Regions from separate parts of the Mus musculus genome. Here all the other regions are linked to region 3. A link is a contact called in public HiChIP or PLAC-seq and promoter capture Hi-C data. All regions are on one chromosome and are shown on one strand. The core of a region is the stretch at or near the end of the contact, and the rest is flanking DNA. Distances in the headings are between cores, read along the strand shown.

Region 1 (3,171 bases), core at 483-2,982, 240 kb before region 3:
CTGCACTTCGAGCAGGCTTGAAAACTGAGGTCCTGGAAAAGCAAACCAAGCCCAGAAATAAGAAGGCCGAGAGGGCAGGAGGAGAGATAAGCGCCCAGAAACACAGATACACCCGGGAATCACCACCTCCTTTTCTCCGAGTCATCAGCACCCTCCTAAACCCCAGCAAAAGGTTCATTTTACGGAGCACGTGTGAGACTGTATCTTCATGTACAGATACCGATCAAAACCAGAAACCGATCAAGTGGTGGAAGAAAATAACTTGAACTTCAGACTCTTTCCGCGGCGCTGAATTCTTTCACAGCCCCTGTACCTATCTGAGGCGCTTCAAAACAAAACAAAGCCAACTCATGCGCAGGAAGGGAACTGCAGCTGTACTGAGTGGCACATGTTCAGAGCTCTGATGACACACACTTTTGATTATTTCTGCTTTCTGGAGATGTAACCATCAAGCATGAGCCCCGGAGAGAACCGCCCCTAAAGACTCACTGATCCTCCTCCCACCCGGACATGAACCCCAGCGCCGGGCATCTGACCCTATGGTGAGATGTACACACAGATGAAGCTCTGACCACATGTCACTCTGAATACTGCGAAATTCTTCCCTCCCATCATCCTGAGGCCAGCCAAAGTCTTGTCTACACCTAGTACGTGCATATGTCAATTCCATAGGAATATATGATGTAAGGGTAGGACCAAAAGCTGAATTTCCTCGTGACCACTTTCGTCGGCCCAGTGCGCCCATACACACGATGAGTAAGTGCACACAGCCAGCGATCAGCGAGATCCACCATGCTCAGCCCACAGTCACGCGTGGGGAGAAAATCAGTGGAGGGCGGTGGTGGCAAGGGAAAAGGAAAGTCGCCCGCCCGCGTGGGCTGTTCTCTGCGCGCCCTGCGCTCCCCTCCCCCGCCCAGGAGAGGTGTCAACCGTGGGCGCAGACCCACGCGGTGGACTCGCGGAGGGTCTCCATAAGAGCGGACTATGGGACAATGAGGACGCATCGACCAGCCAGTTTCTGCCGCGGTGGCGGTGGCGACGGTAGCAGCAGGAGCAGCCGACGCTGCTGCCGCCACCGATGCTACTTCCACCCGCTGGTCCCCAGCACCCACTTACGTTCCGAGGGTCTCCTTGAACTCGAAGATCTTCTTAATGTCTTCTGCTTGCTTTTTCCAGGAGGAGCTGCTCTCGCCGTTCTCCCGGGCCATGGCAGACTAATGCTGTAGGGCGGCCGAGGGTTGCGCTGGGGAAGGGGCGCCGGAGGCGCGGCGCGGGCTCCGGGGGATGCCCGGCGCCGGGATGCGGAGCGGGAGGATGCGGAGCGCAGGGAGGCTCGGGCTGCCGCAGAGCTTCCTCTTCGGCAGTTTCCTCTTTCGCCTTGGCTGCTGCCGCCGCGGTCCCTCCCTGGCTCTAATTTCTACTGCTCTCCGGCAAAGACTTCCTGCCTCTGCCGCCGCCTGCCAGCCTCACTTTCTGCTACTTTCTTGCCTGGCTCCTGCTCCCTCCCCGCCGCCCGCCCCACTCCCCCAGCCCGCCTCCTCCCGCGGGCTCCCCGCCCTCCCAGTGCACCCGGCAGCCTCCCCGCCTCCCGCGAGGCGGCCTTCGGGGATGTCCCGCTCCCCCTCCCCTCCCCAGGAGCTCCGTGCTTGGGCGCCGGGATGCAGCACTTGACCACGGAGCCACGCACGCTCCCAGGCCGTCCGCGCACCCTGGGTCCCCGGGCGAGGGCGGGTGGGAGAACCCAGCAGGTGCAGGGCGCCGGAACGCGCGGGGGAGCCCTAGCCTTTAGGGAGCTTTATTATGAAGTCAATGCTGGGGGCGCCCGGGCTTTCCCTCTTCGAGCAGGAGGGGGCGCCTCTGCTTGGCGCTCGGAAGCTCTCGGCAAGGTGGGGTTGCGCGGCTCACGGTTGCGGGGCGCCCAGGGCGGGGCGCCTTCGCATACCCAAGAGCCGGTGACCCAAGCCTGCTGTGCAGGAGGGCGGGTGGGGGCTTGTTGTCAAGGCAATGGGCGGCGGCCTGGATGGAGCCATCGGCAGGCGGGCGTTGACTCCTGGCCGCAGCTTTGCCCCAGCAGGCGCTCCCGGAGCTCGGCAGTCACCTCCGGACTCCGCTGCTGGAGCTAATTCGCATTGCACCAAAATCTGCTTCACGTCAGTTTTGGAGCAGCTAAAGGAAACCTCGGGATGTATCGGACAGGCACGCCCAAGACGAGCCAATCACCGCCTGGTGGTCCCTTCCGGAGTAAAACTCCAGGGGTTATTTGGCGGCCAAGTGATGGGTGGATGCGGGACATGGTGGCTGGCCTGGCCCAGAACTGGAGTGACTGGACTGACTAGTGTTTGAACCCTTCTGATTTCCTCTTTCTCACTTTACTCCTGATGCTCTGAGGCCGTGGCCAAATTACACCGATTCAATGGAAAGACGCCTCTCTCTAGCGCCTTCCCCCATCAGCATACCCCGCAAGTGGCTTACTTAGAAGGTTAAGGTAGAAGCAGAGATACATTTTCCTCAGGCCTCTGGTCTCCAGAGTGAACTTTGACCTGCCCACTCTCACCTGGTATTCACCTGTTAGAGGACAGTAGGCAGCGTTTCCAGTTGGTCCTTTGGTTCAACTGGCAGGGACTACTACCTCATGATAGGAAATGTTAAGTTTTCTTTGTAGCAAGACTTCCTCTCCCTTAGAGCTGTTCGGCTGAATTGAGTAAACAGCCCTGTCTCTTAACTGGGGACACCTGTCCCATTTTCCCAGGACTGTTCCAATTTGAGAGGGGGGAGGAGGAGGAGGTGTGAATCTGCTTTCAGAAAAAGAAATCCCCCCCCCCCAACACCTCCCCATTGGTTCAGACTGGCCAGAGGCTCTGCCTTGGAGCCCTTTGTGGACTCCCAAGGAGGTTAGAAGAAAAATCTACCTATCCCTAGATTCTCAGTGCTGTTTTCCACGTTTCTTTGGCCCTTAGTCCTAAGCTCTTGAAGCTGAGAACAGCAGAGAAGAGGGTTATAACCATTGGTTGTTTAGGAGTGTGACAACCGAGTCATATGATCATCATGTTAAGTGTATTTACACAGACCTGGATGCTGCACACACCCAGCCTGTGGGATACACACGCTCACGGGCTTGGAGGTTGGGGAGAAACAGCCTATTGCTCCTAGAGCCATAATGAACAAAACATG
Region 2 (3,160 bases), core at 249-2,748, 180 kb after region 3:
GGAACTGAGGGCCACACCACGCCTGCATTAAAACAGGCCAATCCCTCTTCAACGAAGTGCCACGGGGCTCTTCAGTTTCAAAAAACACAGCCCATCTTTATAACTGCCACTTATTCTAATTTCAAATTTCTGTTTTCTGTGAGAGGAGAAAAATGCTTTTAAATTATCAGGATCCAAAATTTTCCAGTGAGAAGCTCACTGGAGTCACTGTTAAAAGGAACCAGTCACCGAGAAAAAGGCTATTACTGGTCTGGGCAAGAAAATACAGAAGATTCCATACATACGCTGTCAAGCCTGGCAAGAAAGATCGTAGCCCGACTTCCACCCTTCCCACCCAGCCCCAAGTAAATAGGGCATTTGTTTGTATTTCCACATTGGCCGCACCATTGGCCGCACCAACGAAAGTACCTCCTCCACCTAGGAAAACAATCTGGAACATTCAGGCATGGAATATGAGGGCAAAGTTTTAGTACACACTGGAGCACCTCACAGAAAATTATTTTTCCTAAGAGTCTGTCCTTCAAGCACTTCCCAGAGTTTACACTTAATACCTGGTTTGGTATTTCTAGATCGTTCTAGGACAAAGCTTCTTGTTGTTATCTATTAAAACTGGAGCCAGAGGGAATCTTCCCACAGCGGGACTCGAAAGTTTTACTCTTTAGGGGGACACACACACACAAACCCCTCTTCATTGTCTCCTTTGCACCAAATAGGTTCAGGCAGAGTTGTCCTGTGGTTAGGTGCCTAGAGGGGGTTAGTTACTTAAATTTAGAATCCGTAAAACAAAAGTTGAGAAACTTTCCGTCTCAGGGAAACGCTGCAGTTTATTTGACTGCCTTTTGTTAAGCCCTGTCTCATTAGCCACATATTCGGTCTTTCTAACCCTACCGTCCCAGGTCTCCCGGCAGACCCACACAAACATCCCCGCGCGATTCAGTTACCTGCGGGGAACCGGCGGGGGCATGGAAAACCTGCCGAAGGATTCGCTCAGGATACTGGTTTAACAGGTGGCTCTGGCCATCTCCGGGTTTCAGCCTCGCAAAGGACACGGTCCTCACGCGCAGTCCGCTCCAGGAAAGGTAAGGGACCAAAGACTCAACTCAGACAACACGCCACGAGCCACTCTCGCTCTCGGGAAAACCCCTAGGTGAAAAGCCACACGTCGCGATCCCCGAAGCCCCAGGATGGAGGCCAACCGGTGGCACTGACCTCGGCGACGACAGAGCCCCAGCTGCGCGCAAAGGGCTTCCCCAGTTACCAAGACCCGGACCGGGAGCCCTGGATGATCCCGACAGCTGCTGCCGCTCCCGGTGTCCCGCGCTTGGCCTGGCCTCGCTCAGTAGGGCGGAACTCACCGAGCCAAGTCCCCTCCGCGGGTCGCAGGTGTCCACGCCGACTGAGACCCTCGGGGCTCACGCCGTCCTCCGGCCAGCAAGTCGTGCACGCACGCACGCCGATCGTCCCGGGCTGCCTGGAGCGCGCTCCCCAGGGCGTCCAGCACCTCCCCGCCGCGCGCTCTCGGCGGCCGTGCGCGCTCCGCCGCCCAGCGCTCTGCACCTCTGCCGCGCGTTCCTGGCGGCCGGACTCCAGTCGGCCAGAGGTAGTCTGCGCGTCCCCGCGATACTTAAAGGGCCAGCGCCCAAAGCCCTTGGCTGTGCCTGTCAGGCCTTCTCGGTCTACTTGTGAGACTGAATTGAGCATGAGCAATCGTAATACCAATGTGCTTTTGAAGTCCTGAATAAGAAGGGACTTCTCCAGCAACTCCACCACTAACTTTGAGAGTTTCGTTGTTGTTGTTGTTGTTGTTTTAAAGTAGAATTTCATTATGTAGGATGGCTTCAAGTTCATGATCCTCCTGCCTCAGCCTCCTGACTTCTGAGATTACAGGCATCCAACAACAATATCCTGAAGAGATTATTTTCATTTAATAATAATGACTGTTATTTATGAAATACGTATACTTTCAAACAAGACACATAACATACATTATTTTGTTTAATTCATTTAGACAATGTTTGTGGGGTCGTGGGGTTAAGTCTTTCTTTGTTTTTGTTTTTTTGAAAAGGGATCTCATTATGTAGCCTTGGCTGGCCTGGAGCTCACTATGTAGACTAGGCTGGCCTCCAATTCAGAGAGAGCCAATGCAGGCTGAGATTAAAGGCGTGTGCCACCACGCCAAGCTCTATTCATGTTTAATGAACTTGTAAGCATTGTCCATATGTGAGTTACTTATGTGATGTTCCCATATGTGTGCACACTGAACAGGGTTTTTAGCAGAGTAAACATGGCCAGCTCCTTAAATATTTATCATTTGCTTGTCATGAAAAATGTCAAAATCCTTCTTGCTTTTTTTTGAGGATTTTGTTTCTTTTGGTTCATTCATTCATTCATTCATCCACTCATCCATTCCTTCATTCGTGTGTGTGTGTGTGTGAGAGAGAGAGAGAGAGAGAGAGAGAGAGAGAGATGCTTCAAAAAGTGAAGGTCAGCCGACAGCCTTCAGGAGCTGGTCCTCTCTTGCCCTCACGAGGGTCAGAGTTCAGGGCTCAGGGCAAGTGCCTCAATCCAATGAGCCATTTTCTTGGCCAGCCAGGTCCTTTGACTTCTTATGGTTATTTTACAGAGAGGGATTTTTGAGGTCGACGAGGCTGAAGAAAGGCCCCGGTTTTGATCCTGTTGATTGTTGGGATATCTTTACCACCGGGGGGAACATTTCTGAGTAGCTAATAGTAATAGCTCATTGTTGTGGCAGCCTTTCCCAACCGGGCAGAAGCTAATGTTCTCAGCGAGAAAGCCAGGGCCATGGATTTTATTCACTGTAATGCTTGGTGTGGCTCGAATGACAACCTGTACCCCCTAAATGTTTGCATTTTCCCCATTTAATGGAAAGCGAAGGAAGTGGCTGGCCACACAAATGACTGGGTTACAGGCAGCTGACAGGGCTGAGCCCAATTCCTCAGTCCTGAGATCATACCTTGGTCTTCCCCAGGAAGAAGAAGTACCTGATTAAAGGGAAGAAAACTTTTTCTCTAATAACACACTGGCCTCGCCTAACTCCCTGCATCTTTAATTAATGTTTACAAAGCACTTTAATCTACATGCTAGTTAATTAGGCAAGCATTATTATTTTTTTTATTTTTACACAGAAGGCTTCCCCATC
Region 3 (3,173 bases), core at 387-2,886:
TAAGAGCACTGACTGCTCTTCCAGAGGTCCTGAGTTCAAATCCCAGCAACCACATGGTGGCTCACAACCATCCGTAATGAGATCTGACACCCTCTTCTGGTGCATCTGAAGACAGCTACAGTGTACTTAGGTATAATAATAAATAAATATTAAAAAATAAAAAAAGCCGGGCGTGGTGGCGCACGCCTTTAATCCCAGTACTCCGGAGGCAGAGGCAGGCGGATTTCTGAGTTTGAGGCCAGCCTGGTCTACAAAGTGAGTTCCAGGATAGCCAGGGCTACACAGAGAAACTCTGTCTCGAAAAACAAAAAACAAAAAGCTTCTCATAATTACTTATCAATGGCATAGAGTGGCAGCATTCACCTCTCCCTCCTTCGGTGCCCTTTACGTGATTGACCTATTGGTTGTTTTGAACAAGAAAAAATTAACCCAGGAGGTGCACAATTTGAAAGAGAATTTACTTGCTAATAATGAAGTGGGCAGGGAGAAAGCAAATGGGCAAAGGCTGAATAAAAAGGGGGCAAAGACATCTCAAGCACTAAGGTTGGTAGCAGATCATTGTACGGGCTTGAACACTGATGAATCCAGACTTGTTTTGCACCTTTGTTCCTTTGGCTATGGGCCAACCAGAGCAGAACCATATGTACATCTAAGCAGACCACAATCTGAACACGAATCGGAGGTCAGAAGCACATTATATCCACTTGGGAAAACAGGTTGAGCAGCTGATAATGCACTTCACAGTCAATTTGGTTCAAGTTCGTAACCCCATCCCTTTAAAAACGGGGCGATTTCATTCCACTGTGAAAGTTATAATACTTACAATAGAGGGCTTTCTATATTTTCCAAATGGGAAAAGCCTTGATTGCTCTCTATTTTAGCTGTTTTTCATGTCCAACACCTTAAACCGGTTCTGGAAATTCCCCCACCAGTCTACTCTACCTCTACCTTCCTCAACAGCCATGTTCTTTAGCTTTTCGATTTTTTAAACCTTCAACCTTTCGGTATTAGTCCAATCAAAGTTTGCCTTCTTGAACCCGTTCCTCACGTTCGCATCAGGCAACCTTCGGAGAACTAAGTTACCAACCTTGACCTCGACAGCGCCCCGTAATTCTACTATCCCACCACTCTTCTATGCCTCCTTAGAGTTCCGCCCCGTCTCATTCTCGCTCCCCCCACCCCCGCCCCCAGCCGTGAATCGCTTGCGCCTGCGCATCTCCAATTCAGGCGCTTTCCCTTTCCTGACGACCAATCCACTTCCCGCCTCCGGTCCTTGGAACACTCCTCCCCTCTGCTGGGGCCCTGATTGGAGGTGCTGGAAGCGGTTGTCCTATTCATTGCCTGTACATAAAAATTTACAGATAGGAGAATTTCAACGAATATCTGAAGGAGAAGCACATCCTCGAGATTAGGTATAGATTGATCACTTCTTAACCCAGACGAGGGATTGAACACATAGCGAGGGACCGGAGACGAAGGTCCATTTGGACTAGGCAGTCGTGCGGGCAGCCTTTTCCTTTTCCCTCTGCGCTCCGCCCCGCCCCCCTAGCAGCCCGGCCGCGTTGGTGAGTGGCGGGCGGGCGGGCCGACGGGCGGAGGGAGGAGGGGAGCGGAGGGAAGGCGGGCCCTCGTCTGCGAGAGCGGCGGGGGGAGGGGAGGGGAGCCCGAGCGCTGGAGTTGGTGCTGGGAAACCCGGGGCTAATGTTGACAACAGGCACTAGGTGAGTTCCGGGGATCCTCCTTCCCCCTCCACTCCGACGATAGGGACGAGCTGGTGCGGAGGGCTACCGGTCCGGACTCCTGCTCCCCGAGGGACCCGAGAGGCGACTCCGCACTCCAGCTCTCCGGGGGCGGCGAGCAGTGGAGGGACGAGCGGATCGGACGTCGTCCTCCTCAGACCCCTCTCCCGGAGGCTCCGGTCAATGTGGGGGGGATGTCTCGGCCCGGCCGAGGCCGGCGTGAGGGGCGATAGAAGAGGTGTCTGCCCCGCATGCCTGGGCCCAGCGTCGGGGCTGGAGGCGGAGGAGCCTGCCGTGGAGGGGGAAGGTGTTCGGGGGCGTGGAAGAGTGCGAGGAGAGGCTTGGGGCGAGCTCGGCGGTCCGGAGGGAAGCGTGGACGAGGGAGCGGGGAAGATGTGGAGTAGGCAGTCGAGCTGGAGAGGCTGCAGTCTGAGGGAGTGTGGGATGAGAAGTTAGGCTTGGGGCTTAGATGTCCCCACGGAATAGGAGTTGTGGACGGGAAGTGTGTCAATGGTGGGACCCTGAGACCCAGCGGGGGTTTGTGGGAGATTTGTGGGTGATGCGTGTGCAGGGGAAGAGGCTTGGAGCGGACCTGCGGATGGGGGGCAACGGGGCTGTTCGGGTTTACTTCCTTTTAATCAGGTAGGATGGTTGACTGTTCGACTCGAACTCAAGGCTTTCATTACTTCCCTTACAAGCAAGTACTGTTGAACTAAAGAGAAGCCTAGCAGAGGCTGCTTACAGGTTTGGGGGTACGCATGGAAGCGAATAGCCTTGCTCTTAGAAAACCTTAAATGTACCGATTGACACATTAGATGAAAATAAGACTGTTACTGACCCTTCTCATTTGTCATAGTTTTTAGGGGTTCATAAAAGTCGTACAGATCGTCAGGAAAGCCACTTTTGAGCTGTGGTGAAATCTCTGAAAAAATTTGAATAAGTCTCGTACATATATAAGGATTTTGTAAAAGAATAAACTCAGAAACCGGAAGATATCTCTGTGCTGTTCTACCTTTAGAACATTTTGAGTTCAAAACACAGACTTGAAAGGTAAACCAGCATTCTCTTACTCTGTAGTGTTTTCAGAGCAGTCTGATTGTGATTTCATACATAGACCATATGGTACTTAGCAAACTTATAGCTGTATTAGGGGACACCTCCGTTCTCTGTCCTCTCTCCAGGACACTGCATTAGAGTCTGTCTTACTAGTAAAACAGTTTTTACTTTCTTTTGGAAGTTTAGAATGTACTTAGAAAGGCAACTAAAATAATACAGACCAAGTGCCGGGAGCGGTATTTTGGGAGCTAGAAAGGTGGTTTTCAATCATACTTTCCTTTTAAGGGCTGTCTGAGTACTTAGCAGAGTAGTTTGTAAAAGTTGATTCTATTTCAATTTCAAGACCACTAATTTTTATATTCACTTCTTTAATATAAT
Region 4 (3,220 bases), core at 711-3,210, 210 kb after region 3:
ACACATGCAGGCAAAACACCCATACACATAAGAATAAATCAATCTGGTGGGGTATGGTGGCACATGCCTTTAATCCCAGCACTCAGGAAGCAGAGGTGAGTGGGTCCCTCTGAGTTCTGGACCAGCCAAGGCTGCATACTGATACTCTGTCTCAAAAGAGAAAAACAAAACCCCAAAACAAAGGAAAAGGAAAACTGATCCCTGATCCCACCCCCACTCTCTCATCTTACACACAGGAAACTGATTTCCCAAAGCAGGAGGTGGTTTGCTGAAGCCACACTCTCCGGAGTTACAGGCTGAGCCCTAGTGCCTGTGTCCAGAGGCTCTTGATTTGGATTATTACCACCCACCCCGATTCACCTTTAACCAAGAGTAAGATGACAAACAGCACTCCAAGGTCTTGTTTTTCAGGAACAGCCATTTATTTTTCTCAAATGAAGTAATTTCAGGGAAGCAAACGTTCTTAACAGACAATTACTAGCAGAAAAGAAGTCTTCCCAGCTCTTTAAAGTGCTTTATGCTACCCACCTGAGAAGACACCTCCTGTCTTTCCCTGCCCACAGAGAAGCAGTCCGGGTCAAGTTGGAACCGCAGTGGGTGTGTTCATGCTTCCTATTCCCTCCAGAACTTCCAAGTCTTGTCATCAGTTCCCAAGGGTTGTTGTCTTTGGGTTTTTACTGCTGTAAACAGACACCATGACCAAGAGAAGTCTTATAAAGGACAACATTTAATTGAGGCTGGCTTACAGGTTCAGAGGTTCAGTCTGTTATCATCAAAGCAGGAACATGGTGGCATCCAGGCAGGCATGGTGCAGGAGGAGCTGAGAGTTCTACACCTTCATCTGAAGGCTGCTAGCAAAACACTGGCTTCCAGACAGCTAGGGTAAGGGTCTTAAAACACACACCTACAGTGACACACCTATTTTAACAAGACCACACCTTATAATACTGTCACTCCCTAGCCCAAGCGTATACTATCACATATACTATCACATATACTATCACAGCATTGTAGTGATGTCTTCCCTTCCTTCTGGTTTTTCAAAACCATATTCTCTTTTCTATTGGAGCAGGTAGAGAGCTATTATGTAGCCCTGTCTGTCTTGGAATTCTCCACATAGAACAGCCCGACCTAGAACTCACAGAGATCCATTTGCCTCTGCCACCAGAGTGCTGGGATCTAAGGTATGTGCCACTTTGCCCAGCTTCCAACATAATATTCTGGGGTTGTTCAAGAACTTAAATTCCAAATGTTCAGATTGATTTTGAGGTTTTTATTCCCCCCTCCCCCATCCCACTCCCCCCCCCATCCTACTCCCCCCCCCCCCCCCGGCAGTCAGTTGAGGACCAAAGTATTCCTTTAAAATTCAACCAAGTAGCATTCAGGATCTATAAATCATGGTCTGATCTATCCTGTATGCACCATTGGACATCTGATTAGTGTGATCCATTGTATAGGGGAGTCTCTCTTTCTCTGTGTCTCTGTCAGTGTGTCTGTATCTCTGACTGTGTCTCTGTCTCTGTATGTGTGTAAGGAAGTATGAATGGATGAGAAGAAATTCTGTTTTATATGATGAAGGAACCTGGCAGTTGTCTAACCTCCTTAATCCTTTGCCCTACAAACACACGTGCAAGGACTACCTGAAGAACCAGCTGCATACTTTACAACCCAGTGCAAGATGGGGAGAGAAAGAAAAGGTCAAGGTATCAACTGCGGATCTTTAAACTGCAGGAGGCCCTTCTGAGTGGGCAGATCACATGCTCAGAACATTCAGGTGTGTCTCCTGACACAGCACAGCTCTTAGTGAGATAGCACCCCTTCCCCAGGTGACTGTCTTGCCCAGATGAATGCCCCAATCATTAAAGTCCCTCTCCACAGCCTTCCCCAGTCTTCTCCAGAGACCTGCCCCGCCTCTCTGTGGCTCTGAAGTTCAGCTCCAGTTTCCCCTCCAGCTGGGGAGGTGTGGGTGAGGCCTGCTTCCGTGAGCATAGTAAACACGTCTCTGTCACGGCCTCTCCTGGGCTCCTCCTTCTGTGGTTGGCTAACTTCTTGAACTCCTCTGGGTGTGGCAGGAAGAGCAGAAAGGTCCCTTGAAACCCAGTGGCTGGCAGGAATTCCTGGCATGTGTTTCCTCTCTAGTCAATCCTTTTTGCTTTAGTGAGTTCTGAAGGGTAGATGCAGGTAACTCACCTCCTGGGTAGGGACAAGTGCCAGCCATGAACCCTGCCTCCCTGTTGTTGGCTTGGAAAGACAGACCACGCCGCCAGCTCAGCAGATTTCTTTCTTCCTTCTTCTCATCCCGAGTCTCTTGTTGGCGTGTTTCTGATCAGCGTGAATCATGGGCATTGGTATCATGCCTCGGGGTGCACACAGCCTCTTGGAAGTAAGACTACTTGACTTTGCCTGCCTACCTTTGCTTCAGGTGTGCCAAAAGGCAAGGATAAAGATGCTATTTCCAAGCCTTCCCCGGAGCTCTACCAAGCTGCTCAAGCCCCTTCCTTCCACCGTGTTAGGCAGGGCTAACACTAGAGGGTTATCCTCTGTCTCTGTGGGGAGCGTGGTGGTAAGTGGCCACTTCAAGAGGAAGCCCTCAGCTACTGTGCCTGAGCCTCTTGAACCCTGGGTCTCCCAGGGTTGAGACTGTAAGGCCTTAAGAACTGTGGGGCTACAGCTTTCTCCTGCCCACGAGAGGCAGAATCACAACACACCCTCCATACCTTAACTCTCCAAGTCTGGGGTTTATGCTAATTTACTTGGCAGAAGAAACTTTGTATACCTGATTGGGTGACAGCTCCTGGGGTAAGGAGGCTACCTGGGTTATGCGGGCAGGTCTAATACAATCCCGAGACTATTATCAAGAGGGGGCAGGAGGGTCAGGATGGAGAGAACAAGATGGGACCAGGAAACAGAAGCCAGAATGACGCAAGTGCCAATTGACTCTTAAGTGAAAGAATGCTGGTAGTGTCTAGAAGCTGGTCAAGGATGAGCCAAGGAATAGCAAATATTTTCCTTGCGTCTTCCAGAAGGAATGTAGCTCTGTCCACACCTTCACAGTGTAGTGAAACCCATTTCACACTCTGACCTCCAGATCTGAAGGGAAGCACATATTTCAGTTGTCAGGTCACTGGGTGTGCAGTCATTTGTCATAGCAGCCAGCAGATGCTAATACGGCCTATATACATCTGTCCATGAGTTTCCTGACTCTTCAGCCGATGATTTC

The links. Promoter capture Hi-C pulls out the DNA fragments that hold promoters and counts their contacts. HiChIP or PLAC-seq counts read pairs in DNA pulled down with a chosen protein or histone mark. Capture Hi-C pulls out chosen DNA fragments and counts their contacts.
Region 1: a promoter capture Hi-C map of liver shows a contact between it and region 3. The contact joins the promoter of Camk1d here to the promoter of Upf2 in region 3. A contact is called at or near these places in 2 of 39 promoter capture datasets (neutrophils and pre-B cells), 8 of 484 Hi-C or Micro-C datasets (CD4 T cells, CD8 T cells, double positive thymocytes and 3 more), 2 of 115 datasets of contacts at active chromatin or transcription factors (effector CD8 T cells and memory CD8 T cells) and 2 of 9 other capture datasets (adipose tissue and liver).
Region 2: a contact with region 3 is called in an H3K4me3 HiChIP or PLAC-seq map of embryonic stem cells, with 21 read pairs. The contact joins the promoter of Proser2 here to the promoter of Upf2 in region 3. A contact is called at or near these places in 11 of 39 promoter capture datasets (the HPC-7 cell line, cranial neural crest, embryonic stem cells and 6 more), 2 of 484 Hi-C or Micro-C datasets (embryonic stem cells and uterus), 8 of 115 datasets of contacts at active chromatin or transcription factors (bone marrow-derived macrophages, embryonic stem cells, epiblast stem cells and 3 more) and 3 of 9 other capture datasets (adipose tissue, liver and pancreatic islet).
Region 4: a contact with region 3 is called in a promoter capture Hi-C map of the HPC-7 cell line, with 7 times the contacts expected there. The contact joins the enhancer-like site here to the promoter of Upf2 in region 3. A contact is called at or near these places in 14 of 39 promoter capture datasets (the 3T3-L1 cell line, 3T3-L1-derived adipocytes, the C10 cell line and 9 more), 1 of 15 datasets of contacts at CTCF or cohesin (the NIH/3T3 cell line), 3 of 484 Hi-C or Micro-C datasets (bone marrow-derived macrophages, embryonic stem cells and epidermal suprabasal cells), 12 of 115 datasets of contacts at active chromatin or transcription factors (the HPC-7 cell line, the NIH/3T3 cell line, the SCID.adh cell line and 8 more) and 1 of 9 other capture datasets (liver).

Annotation. Positions count from the first base shown.
Region 1 is chr2:5,713,030-5,716,200 of GRCm38.p6, forward strand. It overlaps Camk1d (calcium/calmodulin-dependent protein kinase ID), which reads right to left and starts at 1,733. Exons shown (of 11, transcript NM_177343.4): 1 at 1,117-1,733. The coding sequence starts at 1,208.
Region 2 is chr2:6,128,687-6,131,846 of GRCm38.p6, forward strand. It overlaps Proser2 (proline and serine rich 2), which reads right to left and starts at 1,499. Exons shown (of 4, transcript NM_144883.4): 1 at 1,356-1,499.
Region 3 is chr2:5,949,833-5,953,005 of GRCm38.p6, forward strand. It overlaps Upf2 (UPF2 regulator of nonsense transcripts homolog (yeast)), which reads left to right and starts at 1,637. Exons shown (of 22, transcript NM_001081132.1): 1 at 1,637-1,721.
Region 4 is chr2:6,160,836-6,164,055 of GRCm38.p6, forward strand. No RefSeq gene overlaps it. Among named protein-coding and RNA genes, the nearest start is that of Gm10857, 30 kb to the left of the region's middle. Within about 2 kb of position 1,961, at least 136 of the 459 cell types and tissues checked have an H3K27ac peak or open chromatin away from gene starts, as enhancers often do. A contact at or near this core is called in the HPC-7 cell line, embryonic stem cells, epidermal suprabasal cells and 2 more, where this site is marked.